Regions from separate parts of the Mus musculus genome. Here region 1 is linked to region 2. A link is a contact called in public promoter capture Hi-C data. All regions are on one chromosome and are shown on one strand. The core of a region is the stretch at or near the end of the contact, and the rest is flanking DNA. Distances in the headings are between cores, read along the strand shown.

Region 1 (6,789 bases), core at 1,149-3,648, 300 kb before region 2:
ATCTTAACATTTGTCAGTCTTTAACAAGCCATGGGACAGCACACACAGAATTAAGCACTGCCCTCCATCTGTTTGCCTTCTGTAGATGTGCTTAACGGTTAATGAATGAAATGTGGTCTGATGCTGAAAGAGACATGAGATTCAGGCTATTCCTGCAAGCCTGAAATTTCTTGCAAATGTGAGTCATGAGTACTTCAGGAATGAAAGCTCCACCACAGCAAATCTTAGCTGTGCAACTGAAAGGCTTGCAGAGGCTCCAAGCCATGAATTATGAATGCTGCTGCTATGCCAACCCTGTACATTCAGCTGTATATTAGTACATACAATTGGACATCACACTAAATCTGCTTGGGGAAAGGAGGAAAGAACAAAAGAAGAACTGTAGCCCCCTTACTCCAACATCCCCAGCTGTCCTGTCCAGGCTGTGATGAAAAGCAGTCACATATGTAGCAAATCTGGTTACCTGGAATTAGAATACACAGGGGACTGGACACATTCAGAGTCTCAAGATGTCTCACTCTGAAGATGAAAACCCACAACAGGCAAATCAAGAGGGAGCTGTGATCCTTCTCTTCATGAAATGTGCTTGGATGCCATGAAGAGTCATGTTTGGGGCATGGAGACCACGGTGGCTCTTCTGCTAAGAGCATTGGGTGCTCCTCCAGGGGACCCTGGTTTGATTTCCACATCTACCTTCTGTCACTTCAGTACCGGAGTGACAGCACCTTCTTCTGGCCTCTGCAGGTACTACATGCATGAAGTACACAGACACACGTGTAGGCCAAACACCAATACACATAAAATAAAAGGGGGCGAGGAAAAGGTCATCTTTGAGACTCAATGCATTTTTATCTTTCATGATAAAGTTCACATTTCAGTTCAGTGATGCTGATACTGTGACGGATTCCACTCCCTCACTTCTTGGCATTAACTCGTAAAATATGAGTGTTGAAAATGAATGGCCTAACGCCATGTTCACGAAGCTAGCTCACAAGAGGGTACTGATGTCATTTGCACCAGTCACCCTTCCAATAAGAACAACCTCCCCTTTATTTTCATGGTCTCTCATGCTGTGACCCTGCCTCCCCTCATTCTGGAGTTAGGTTTACCATGCCTGCTCTGAGAAAGCAAAAATGAAACACAGAGAAACTGAGTGCGTCTTCTATTTACATCTGGCAATGGCCACCCCTTCGCACTGGGACAAACACCAGTCTCAGGTGATAGGTAAATAGTTTGGTGTCTTCCAGCTACTGTTCTCTTGGCAGTAAACCTAGGGTCACCCTACTGCCTCCCAGAGTTATAAACCTCAAAGGCGTTCCTATGCACAGGAACTCACTTGTGACCTCTAAAGGGTCACACAAAAGAAGAACTTTCCAGGTTCAGAAGGTAGAGTCTGTGGAGCTCTGGGTATAGTATTTACGGTGTACTGCTTAAGTGCTTTTAATGTAGAGAGACCTGGGGATTTTCAGTTAATTCAGCTAAATATAGTAGATATATATTTGCTAATATGTAGATATATTTAATGTTTAAATATAATAGCTAGTAGAAATACAATAGCTAATAATTCCGCTGAATATAATAGAAAAAGTTAAACATTGCTCAGCTTTGCAGCCTGAACGCTCTTAGTCAGCTCTGTTGCCCCAAACTGCCTGGAAGAAATTGGAAGAATTTGGAAGAAATTTGGAAGAAATTGGAAGAATTGGAGAAAGACAGCAGTGTGTCCTGCCTCAGAATGATACTCCCTTCAAGCCTCCACCATCCCTGATTTAGCACTTCTTGTGGTTCTTTCAGATCCTTACTTCATTTGCCCAAGGTTGCCCCTCAGTCTACTATGCTCTCTTTGAATCTGAGTCCCTCACTGCCTGCCCAAGTGCACTCATTGGGACTTACATGAGTGTAAAATACTAGACCCGGTTCCATTGTCTTCTTGGTTTAGTACAGGTTAAGAGCAGGATCATATTCAGGCATGAAGCACCCCATTTCCAATCTCCTTCCCCAGCACCCTCAGCACTCTCCGCCAGGTATCCTCCACTTACCTGGACCCAGGCACAGCAGAAGGAGCAGAGCCAGCCCGGCAAGGGCCAGGACTGCAGGCCGCGCAGACGAGGTGCTCATGGCGACAGAGTGCTGCAAAGTAGCTGGAGGGATGACTGGAGTGGAGACCCAGGCTCAGTGAGGCAGGCGAAAGCTCCAGTATCCTTGCTCTGGGCGGGACCCACAGGGTGGGCAACTAGCCAGCAGGCCAGGCCGAGAGCCAAGCTTCAGTTCAATGCCACCGAGGCACACTGCCCTGCGGGTCTGCTGCAAATCGCTGAGAAGGGCCGCGTGGCCAAAGGGGAGAGGGCAAGACTGATGCCAGGCACAGCCCAACCAGCCTGGACAGAGAATGTTGGCTCACTCCTCTTTTCCGCACGCCCCCCTGAGCCGTTCCTCTGCAGCACAACCCTCCCCTAGCAACCCAGGCCCTTGGCGTCAGGCTCAGGCCTTGCCTTTTAAAGTAGCCTTTGGAATGTTCTTAATTCCTGAACTGTAGTTAAGGTTGGCTCCTGCAGGGTCTCTTTTTATGATATTTTGAAAGATTCTGGGTTCAGAACTGCAATCCAGGAAAAACATGTCAACTCAAACCGCTGCAGTGCAAAAGTGTTTTTGCAAAGTTTTTAGTGAACATGCTGTGTCCACTGTGCACACTCTCATTCTGGGACAGTTGAGCAATTGGAAAGAAGGCAGAAGACACTCATTTTCTCAGTAGCACACTTGACCACTAAGAGAGGTCATAAAACAGTGTGCTCAACAAAAGAGAAGACCAACCGGGGGTTTTCCTGACCACTATGCTGGACTCTGGGTTCCATTCCCAGCGGCAGGTTTGGTAGAGAAAGACAAAAACTGTTTTCAATTGATGAATGGAAACTTGGCTTTGGAGCCTTTTTCCCAGTCTGAGCTGAGCTCAGTTCCTTCACAAAGATTCTCAGTTTTAAATCAAGGAGAGCTGCTTAGTGTCTGGCCACTCAGGGAGAGGCCTTCTCATGTAGAAGGGTTTCTCCAGCAGGCAGGAGAAAATCAGAGTTTAGCCATCAAAGGAAAAGAAGGGAAAGGTGAACCTGGGAGGGATGTAAATACTGATTTGGGAGTCACAGGTATATGAGAGTTCGGAGCTTGCTAGTGCATACTGCTGGTCACCTGTGATCCATCGGGTGTTGGGTAAGACATAGCAATCTGAACTTTATTTAACGACTCTCGGGGATGCTGAAGCGTGTCTCAGACGGCACAGGGAGCAACTCCACTACAGAAGCTTTCCTGTCCTCTTGCCCTTCCCTTGGCCTTGGTGGTGAGAACCTTTTCTCCCTTGAAGACTGAGCACAGTGGAAAGGAACAGGGTTTAGTATTTCTCTGCATTCTGCACAAATATTTAGAGAACTCACTTGTCTGTCTATGTGTGGGTCTCTAAAGTGGAGGCTGCAGCATCTGCTGAGCTGAGGTAAGAAGTCAATGTGGAGAGCCTCCTATGCTGTGAGCACACAAAAATGTTGGTAGTGTTACCACCTAGACTCTGGCCTCCGTGTCCTGTGCTCAGCACCTTGCCACCTGTGGTCTTTATCTCCTTCGTGCCCAGGCTAGACTCTCAGGAGCTATCATTCCGGAACGATGCCAATTCAACCCTAGTGTCATTGTCATCAGGGCTTTTCAAATGCTGCCCAATGAGTTGTCTTTTAGAATGCTGCAGTGACATCTGCCTTAACTACTGGTTCACAGATAATTTGGTGACAGAGGAGCAGGGGAAGTGACCTTACCCTCTGGGGTGCCATCAGCCAAGCACTCTATAAGGAAGCTCTGTAGGACACACCATGTAGGACAGAGAGACAATCTAACACAACTTTGATCCAATACCACATCATAAGAGATGGCGAGAGAGCTGTTACAGTGGAATAGGCTCCATTACAGGATTGCCGTTTTGTAGGTGTAGGAAATGGAACTGGGTGCCCTTTTAAAGCCCTCCACCCTTTCAACAGCAGCCTGAAAGATTTATGGTTAAAATGATGCAATGTAAGAGGTTTGCTTTACAATGCTTAAGGAGGGGGCTAAAGAGAGTTGGCTCTGAGGTTAAACTACTTGTTCTTTTGCAGGGAACCCTAGTTCTGTTCCAGCACCTACAGAGCATCTCATAACCACCTGTAACTTCAGTTCCAGGGGATCTCGTGCCCTCTTTTGGTGTTCATGGGCACCAGATAAGTATGTAGTACACATGCATGGGTGCACATGAATATACATATAACATAAAAATAAAATGCATCCTTCAAAATGCTTTTAAAGGAGTGTGGACACGCCTGTGAGCATAGGTAAGACCACCACTTCTGCTCAAATTCCTGGCCCAAAAGGGACCCCCCCCCCCCGAGCCATCAGAACACAAGAACCAAGGAATGGCCAGGGACAGGATCCTTCCAGTTTCTGTCTGCACCCTGTCCTTCCAGCATTCTGAAAGGCAACTTGTTGATGACCCTGTGCCACAGTTCTCCATACCCAACTTCCTCCTGGAGAGAACTGGTCTCCCAAGAGTACTGACACACAGGCTTGCAGGAGAGACAAGCCACAATCAGAGATAGCAAGGTGCCAGTTAACACCAGAGATAACCAGATGGTGAGAGGCACGGGCAAGAACATAAGCAACAGAAACCAAGGCTACTTAGCATCATCAGAAACCACTTCTCGCACCACAGGGAGCCTGGATACCCTAACACACTAGAATAGCTAGACTCTGATTTAAAATCACATCTCATAATGATTATAGAGGACTTTAAGAAGAACATAAATAGAGCCGGGCGTGGTGGTGCACGCCTTTAATCCCAGCACGCAGGAGGCAGAGGCAGGCGGATTTCTGAGTTCGAGGCCAACCTGGTCTACAGAGTGAGTTCCAGGATAGCCAGGGCTACACAGAGAAAGCTTGTCTCAAAAAACCAAAAAAAAAAAAAAAAAAAAAAGATCATAAATAACTCCCTTAAAGAAATACTGGAGAACACAGGTAAACAACTAGAAGCCCTTAAAGAGGAAACACAAAAATCCCTTAAAGAATTACAAGAAAACACAACCAAACGGGTGAAAGAATTAAACAAAACCTTTCAGGACCTAAATATGGAACTAGAAACAATAAACAAATCACAAAGGGAGACAACTCTGGAGTTAGAAAACCTAGGAAAGAGATCAGGAGTCACAGACACAAGAATACTAGAGACAAAAGAGAGAATCTCAGGTGCAGAAGATACCATAGAAAACATTGACACAACAATCAAAGAAAATGCAAAATGCAAAAAGCTCCTAACTCAAAACATCCAGGAAATCCTGGACACAATGAGAAGACCAAACCTAAGGATAGTAGGTATACAAGAGAGTGAAGATTCCCAACTTAAAGGGCCAGTAAATATCTTCAACAAAATTATAGAAGAAAACTTCCCTAACCTAAAGAAAGAGATGCCCATAAACATATAAGAGGCCTACAGAATGCCAAATAGACTCGACCAGAAAAGAAATTCCTCCTGTCACATAATAGTCAAAACACCAAATGCACAAAACAAAGAAAGAATATTAAAAGAAGTAAGGGGAAAAGGTCAAGTAACATATAAAGACTGACTTATCAGAATTACACCAGACTTATCACCAGAGACTATAAAAGCTAGAAGATCCTGGACAGATGTCATACAGACCCTAAGAGAATACAAATGCCAGCCCAGACTACTATATCCAGCAAAACTCTCAATTACCACAGATGGAGAAACCAAAATTTTCCATAACAAAACCAAATTTACATAATATCTTTCCACAAACCCAGTCCTACAAAGGATAATAGATGGAAAATTCCAACACAAGGAGGGAAACTACACCCTATAAAAAGCAAGTAATCTTTTTCAACAAACCCAAAAGAAGATAGCCACACAAACATAAAAATAATATCAAAAATAACAGGAAACAACAATCACTTTTCCTTAATATCTCTTAACATCAATGGACTCAATTCCCCAATAAAAAGACACAGACTAACAGACAGGATAAGTCTGTGGCTCCAGGTAGAGAGCATAATAGTTAGATGGTATAACAGGATGGCTGCTCTAGTCAGAGAGCTTAACAAGTAAAAATTACCTGCTTTTTATAGGCAGATATTAGTGAAAGTTTGAATTAATTGCTTTAAAGATAGTATAAAATATAATGCTTTAATAAGTCTTACAGGATACTCATACTCTTTCTAACATAGGCTCTATGGAAATTTTGGGTTAAAATCCTGGTTTGACAAGCTCCCTGTTTATAAGCAGGTATAGATAGAAGTGTGAGTCAATTGTTTTAAAAAATGGTATAATAAGGTCTGCAGGATTACTAACTCATATTCTTTGAATGTGGGCTCACAGGAATTTTGCATTGATTTTCCTGATATGACAGATTAGGAAAAAGGCCTGAGAATAGGTTTTTACAATAAGCAAAAGATTTTTTAGGATAGCAGAGAGATTGTACGAAAACACTTGTTTTAGGGAAGATTTGAAGTCTTGCAGGATAACTCATATTCTTTTGAACATTGACTCCACGGGAATTTTGGGTTAATTTCCTGGCATGGCAAAATAGAAAAAAAAACTAAGAATGGGCACATATAGTATTTTAGTTTACTACATTTGTTTTAGATTGTTTTAATTTTCAAAATGGGGGTGATTTGGGGTTTTATGGTTATATTATTCCTCTGGGAGAGAGGTCAAAATAAAAGTTTTTCTGGTTACTGGCCCAAGGATATGCTGATTTGGGAGAAAGGTTTTGTCTT
Region 2 (6,895 bases), core at 3,318-5,817:
TGAGTGTAGGCACTGGCACCCTTACTTTTTTGGCTGTCTTCTAAACATGCTGTACAGCACACAGTCCTAGATAACACTTGAGAGAGTGTTTCCCAAAGGACCAAGGAGGCTTTACTTACTGTCTAATGTGATGATGAAGATGACTCTTTCCACTACAGTAGCTGTCCAAGCTTATTTACTTCAACCCAGAGTAATATCCAAGTTCCCTGAGCTCTGAATTCCTCAGTGGGGAAGGAGACTCTGGGTGCACAAAATCTACCTGGGTCATTCTGCATTACCTATGCAACTCAGGAGGCCAGGCAGCCAAAAACTAAAGCCAACATGACTCTCACTGTGAGCCCTAAAGGCTATATCATCTTGTGTCTTCCCCCACAACATGCATGGAATTGTGGGACGTTCCCTTCGTAGCTAACAAGCCAGATGAGATGTTAGTATTTAATGCTGGGAAAATGTACTGGATCCTGTGCCATTGGTATTACAAATGAAATGAGAAGACGCTGTACAATGCAGTGTTTGCTGGTCAACAGGAACATGAACTACAGTAGATTCTAATGACCCAGATCATAAGCAGCTAGAGACTGCTTGTTTGTTAATTATTATTTCCTCTCTCCCCCCTCCCCCCTCCCTCTCCCTGTCTCTCTCCCTCTCTCTCCCCCCTCCCCCCCTCTCTCTCCCTGTCTCTCTCCCTCTCCCTCTCTCTCTTTCTCCCTCTCTCTTTTGACAGAATTTCTGTGAATCCAGGTTAACCTTTAACTGCCTTGGGATCCCAACTGCTAGGACTACAGATTTCACCACCACACCCAACTTCTGCTTTTATAAATGTCCTAGGGGGAAAAAAGATATTTATCACTGTACAAAGTTCTCACCATAAACCTATTAGAAGCAGGAAAAATTCAATTCTTAGGACACAACACCACAAACAATTGTACTGAAATGTAGCACTGTCTATACAGTGACTGTGGTCTTTAAAAAAATACACAACCACCATTCCCATGAAATTTATAGCCAGTATGTGCTCAAGCAATACATTTGCATAACAAGCAAGAGCTACTGTACCGAAAATAAAAACCACAAATGATTTTTTAAGTGTTGGATGATGTCATGCAAACTGACTTCATAAGCGTCATCTTCATGTTGTGAGGCTTCAGCTGTTCACAGTAAACGTGAATTACGGACTGTACTTTCAATGCTGAAGGAGGTTACACTGAGGGCACAATCCACATCTCTATTTCAGACGAGATGAAATGATTACTGTGTGCTAGAATAATTTTTAGAAAAACTCATAAACGCAGCAAGGCTACACAAGTTTTCATGTCTTAGAGACAGTTTTAAAGAACTAAGCTTGCCAATGTAAAGTTCCTGTGTTACTCGGATTAAAGCTACAGATGAAATGTCAGCTATGGAACAGAAGCTCTGGTGTCAACATGCAAAGCCAAGGAAATCAGACTTTCAAAATGTCATATGCTCTGGCCATACACTGCGGATTCCACTATCTGACTATTAAAAACTAATCGGCTCTTATATTTCATATTGTTCAAAGACATATTTGGAAAGTATCTTCTTCCCAGTGGTAATTAAAGCTAAGGTATTTGGCAGTCATCCGGTAAGGCACAACTTCATTATGAAGATATTGTTAAATAAAATGTGCTTTACTCTTTTTCTATCAAGTTTCTGAGTTAGTCTAGTACGGTGGTACATACTTGCAGTCTCAGCACAGAAGAGTCTGAGGCAGGAGGATTAGGAGTTTGAGGCCAGAGTGAACCATGGAGCAAATTCAGGGCCATCCTGGAATACATAGTAAAAATTTCCATCAATCGAAAAATCTTTTCTCCAATATTTTTAATGTGTCTAGTTGAAAGTTAAAGCTAATTAGAACATCCACCAAAAATTCTTTTTAGTGACGAATTATTTATTATTACTGGTTAGAATAATATTTTGGTCTTCTGGTGCTATATGAAAGTATCTGCAAAATAAAAAGGTTCTGAAGAATCCTTATTTCATACACTTTACATTTTCTATATTCCTGATCATGATATTATACCCTCACATTCGCACAAATTGCTATGTAACTAATGACACCAGAACTTCATTCTGAAAACAAGATATACGCATTACCTTTCCATTTCTATGAGCCATAATGCCAAGCACAGTCTTGCGTATGAATGTAAATCTCCATGAGTATGTATCTGTGCTCATGGCTTCATGGTGAAGGAAATGGCTGTCACCAAAGACCCACATAGGTCTTTGAGACCAGCTCTGTGCTGAGCTTGAACTTGAGCTCACTTGGGCAGGTGAGCTGATGATTAGCAGTTGGTTACAGGTTACTATTGTTTAACTGTTTCCTTTCATGTTGAAACATTTCACCCTCTAGAAAAGCTCTTTGAGACAGGAAGCAAACAACTCAATAGTTTTAGGAAGTCCCTACAACTAACCAAATTCATTAGGCCCCTCCCTCTCCAAGAATAAACACTAAAGACCTCTGAGGTCACTCTCAGACAAGACAAGATTCAAAGATTCTCAGACAAGCCCAGATGCCTGGAAGAGGCAAAAATGAGCTGAGCCATGAGGAAAGGACGCTCTTCAACCTGCAAAGCTGCCTGCAGGCTGTGCAATGTGCTCCAGCTTTCCAAGCCTTTGTGAGCTGTCACTCATGCTGGGGTGGGTTTTGGTGATGTAGCTATCTTTGAATCATTTATGCTCCTGTAAGTAGCCACTCAACCATACATACTCCTATAAGTAGCCTCAAAGCTTCAATTTGGTTACACTGGTTCACTAAATTGGACTTTAGTGGTATTCATACATTGTCATGGCAGGATGGAGGTTGCATCTTCTCTGGAAAAGCCTGTCATGCAAGTGTTAATCTGTGTTCTTCTTAAGTGTTCCTTTACATGGGTCAGGTTAAGATGGCAGCTGAGTTTCGTTCAATGAAAGGAAGGGTAAGTTAAATGATTTCAGACGAAACCACACATTTTCTATAATTTACCTTTCCCATATTTGCGAGATACAAGTTATAATGTCTAACTCCTGGTGAGGGGAAGGATATCAAGTAAGAGGCCTTGACCCTGGAGGATGTGGGTCACTGATATCATCTGGGAAACCACTTACTGGAGATCATTATAAAGACTACTCATGGCTCTGTAATCCAAAGTTTCCTGATCTATACAACTTCCTATCCGATCCAGCAGATAGCAAAACATTGACTCAAACAGTAGGCTGCTGTAGTTTGTAAATTCCTTCCCAGATTCATGCTGATGGTGTTAAGAGATGCAAGCATACAGGGCCTTTGGGAGAAGACTGGGCCAGGAGGGCTCTGCACTAGTGCATGGATTCAGCCCTGATGGATGGATGGATAGATGGATTATGAAGATAATTACAGTAGCTCTTCCTGGAAGGCATACTCTGTCTTCTCTGCTATGCCATGACCCAGCAGTGGTTCCTCACTAGGTCCTGAGCTACTGCTAGATCTCTTATTCTCCAGATCACTAGATAAATAAATGTCTACAACAGAAAACAGATTAAAATGCAAGAGCGGATGATAGATCTCACCTATTATCAAAATGAGAAGAGGAAATGTCTTGCTGGCATTTTGTAGCCATTCAAGTCGGCAGTTGATGGATGGTCTGGTGCTTTCTGGGGGCAGAGGGGGAGGATGTTAGCATGCCTCACCATTCCTGGAAATGATGAGCCCCGTTTACTCAGTGTAATATACAAGAGGTGCTGAACTCCTCTATAATCAGTCCTTGCTCTTGGCTGTCAGTTCCTTACCAGGTCACACTGCATAGAAAACGATCTTGAAAGGGCAAGAGAGTGTCTTCCCTGGACTGAAGTTAGCTATAGCAGGTCATCTTTCACTGGGTCTTTCCCCCACTGACCTCACTGCCTAGGTTGTTTTCAAGATGACTAATGCTATGCCTTGGCTTTCAGGCCTGTCCCCTCAGTGGCTACTGAACTGCCCACCAGATCTCTGGAACGTCCAAGTCTCCACTTTACCTAAAAGCAACAGCTTCAAGAAAAGCCACTTGGGTGAAGCTTGATCACCTGTCAGCCATCGCTGCTAATTAAAACAACAGCTGCTTGTTGGAGTCAAACCAAGCACTGGATATACATGTGTCAAAATGTTCATTGCCATGAAAAAGTGAATCTCGTGTGTGACTAGGTCCCAGTGTGCAGAATGCACAGAAGGAAATAACAGTCACAATTCTGGGGAGAGCGGAGGGGGAGGCTTTTAAGAATCACCCACACCGGGATAATGAACATTATCACTTGAAATATATATGTGCTTCAGACTCATTACAAATGAAAGCCCCACTCCCCTCTCCCCCCACAAACAAAGTTAAATTGGGATTTCAGCCAGCTCTCCTGAGACCTGAGTAGAATTTGGTGACTGAGTGGCAGGAGCAATCGACTCTCAGTGAGATTGGAGCTGCTGTCTCTCTTCACATGGATGCCAATGGGGAGTTCTGCCAAGCTATTTTGAGGCTGTGCGCATTAAGTAAAAAAGCAAGGCTATTCTTAGCTCAAGTGCACAAGCTTCTATTACCCTAAACCCAAGGCTGAAGATCAGAGTAAGATACTGGGTCCTTCCCTTCCATCTGAGTAGTCCCTCCCAGGCTTTAGAAATCACCCTCGACCCAGCACAGGATGCCTTCTGAAAGACAGTAAATAGAAGTTTATCCTGCAAACAGTTAACAGTGGATCGGAAGTCAGACCCTCAAAGCCAAGAGATGTGAGATTTCCTTTCCTAGCAGCTCCTTACACATGTATTTTTCCTGACTTCTCAGTTGTTTCCGGACATAGGCAACACCTAGTCTCCTAGTCTCCCACTATTAACTCCTGGAATGAATCACTCCACTTCGAATGTCGTCTGGAAGATCCGATCTCAAGGACAGATCAGAGGCAGAATGAAGGCGAAACCTGGCTCTGTTTTTCAACCACAAAATACAACAAGCATTATTTTTACTTATTGAGCTATACTCCCCTTAAGTCAGTGTGATAGACAGAAGTTCTGTTAGTACTGACAAAATAGAAAATTAAGTTCGTGTTGTTTTCTGATGATCAAACTCATTCCTGAACTGCAGTATATGATGTATTTGTAGCTAATGCCTCTTTTACTAAATTCTCCACTCAGTGTGATGAGGACAATCTTCCCACAGGTGCTAACCAAAATCCCCATTCCTTCCCTTCCCTTCTGCTCCAACTTCTGGAAGACAGAACATCCCATATTCATAACACGTGGGAAGGAGAGTAAAAGAATAACACACAGGACAAAATGAAGAAGTTGGAGGGAATTCTGGGCAATTCCAATGTATCTAGAATTTTCTAGAATAGCTTCCTGTTCCTAGCAAGGAGACAAATGTCTTAGTTTCTATTCCGTTGCTATTATAAAATGTCCTGACAGAAACAACTTAAGGGAGAAAGGGTTTAAGTAGCTGGTCACATCACATCCACAATAAAACAACAGAGAAGAGCAGGATGATAAGATGGGGGACATGGACAACCTGACCCCTGCCTAGAACCTGTGACTCTTACTTCATGGAGAACAAATAAGTACATATGATTTAGGGTCTAGAGATGGACATTATCTTGGACTGCCCAAATGACCCCTAAGTATGATCACATGTGTCTTTAAAGGAGGGGAATTTGAACCCAGGCAGAAGAGAAGGCATGAGACCCTTAGAGACTGAAGGAAGCCAAGAGTAGGGCTGGGGTGGCCAACTGGCTTGAAGGTGGAAGAAGTGACCAGGGACTAAGGGATGCTGGGGAAAGTGTCTGAAAAATCAGGAATGACCTCTCCTCTCAAGCCTGCAGAAAGAACTTAGCCCACTCACAGAATGTTTTTTATGCTGTTCGTTTGTTTGGGTTTTCTTGTTTGTTTTGTTTTATTTGAGACAGGGTCTTACTAAAGAGTTCTTGCTAGATTAGAACTGTCTAGGTCAGTGGTTCTCAACCTGTGAGTCAAAATCCTTTTGGCAATTGACCCATAACCCTTTCACAGGGGTCACCTAACACAATGAGAAAACACATATATTTACATTATGATTCATAATAGTAGCAAATGCTAATTATGAAATAGGAAACAAAAATGGTCTGGGATTACTGCAACATGAGGAACTTAAAGGGTCACAGCATTAGGACGGTTGAGAACCACGGGTCTAGGTAGACCAGATCGGCCTCAAATTCACAGAAATCTGCCTCTTGAGTGCTACCATTAAATGTGTGTCCCACAGCTAGCCACACAGGAGGGTTTTTGTTGTTGTTGTTGTTGAGAGACAGGGTTTCTCTGTATAGCCCTGGCTGTCCTGGAACTCACTTTGTAGACCAGGCTGGCCTCGAACTCAGAAATCCACCTGCTGCCTCTGCCTCCCGAGTGCTGGGATTAAAGGTGTGTGCCACCACGCTCGGCTACAGGAGGGTTTTAAACCCTGTAAAACTTTATTCCGCTTTGGCCTCTCCTAGAAATGTTAGGATATACACAGCACTGTTTTAAAAGACAAAATTTACAGCTTTTTGTGTAGCATACAAGGAAAGTCAACAAAGATATCTTTTGACTCATATCAAGCAATAGAATCTAAAACTGGAATGGACCAAAGATATGGATTAGGATCTCTTGAGACATTCAACCAAATGTGGATGGTTCCTTTCAGCCGAAAACACTACCACTAGTTGGAAAAACAACATTTCCCAAGTCTCACCTTGTAAGGAATTGACTACATCAATTTGATTTTTAAATTAAATGTTTATAAGCTTTACACTAAACATTTTTAAAAGAAATGATCCCAGGTTGGCTCGGCTATCACTACCATCCTGGATTCTTTCCCTTCTATTATATTTCCCTAAAATAATTAGCTTTTGTGCTTGGCGATATACAGTGGTCACGTTGAAAACGAATCTTCAT

What was found. Promoter capture Hi-C pulls out the DNA fragments that hold promoters and counts their contacts.
Region 1: a promoter capture Hi-C map of neural stem cells shows a contact between it and region 2. The contact joins the promoter of Ecrg4 here to the enhancer-like site in region 2. A contact is called at or near these places in 16 of 39 promoter capture datasets (the C10 cell line, the HPC-7 cell line, HPC-7-derived erythroid cells and 11 more), 4 of 484 Hi-C or Micro-C datasets (embryonic stem cells and spermatogonial stem cells) and 5 of 9 other capture datasets (adipose tissue, embryonic stem cells, liver and 2 more).

What each region holds. Positions count from the first base shown.
Region 1 is chr1:43,726,211-43,732,999 of GRCm38.p6, reverse strand. Ecrg4 (ECRG4 augurin precursor) reads right to left here and starts at 2,398. Exons shown (of 4, transcript NM_024283.3): 1 at 2,037-2,398. The coding sequence starts at 2,115.
Region 2 is chr1:43,424,358-43,431,252 of GRCm38.p6, reverse strand. No RefSeq gene overlaps it. Among named protein-coding and RNA genes, the nearest start is that of Nck2, 18 kb to the left of the region's middle. Within about 2 kb of position 4,567, at least 17 of the 459 cell types and tissues checked have an H3K27ac peak or open chromatin away from gene starts, as enhancers often do. A contact at or near this core is called in neural stem cells, where this site is marked.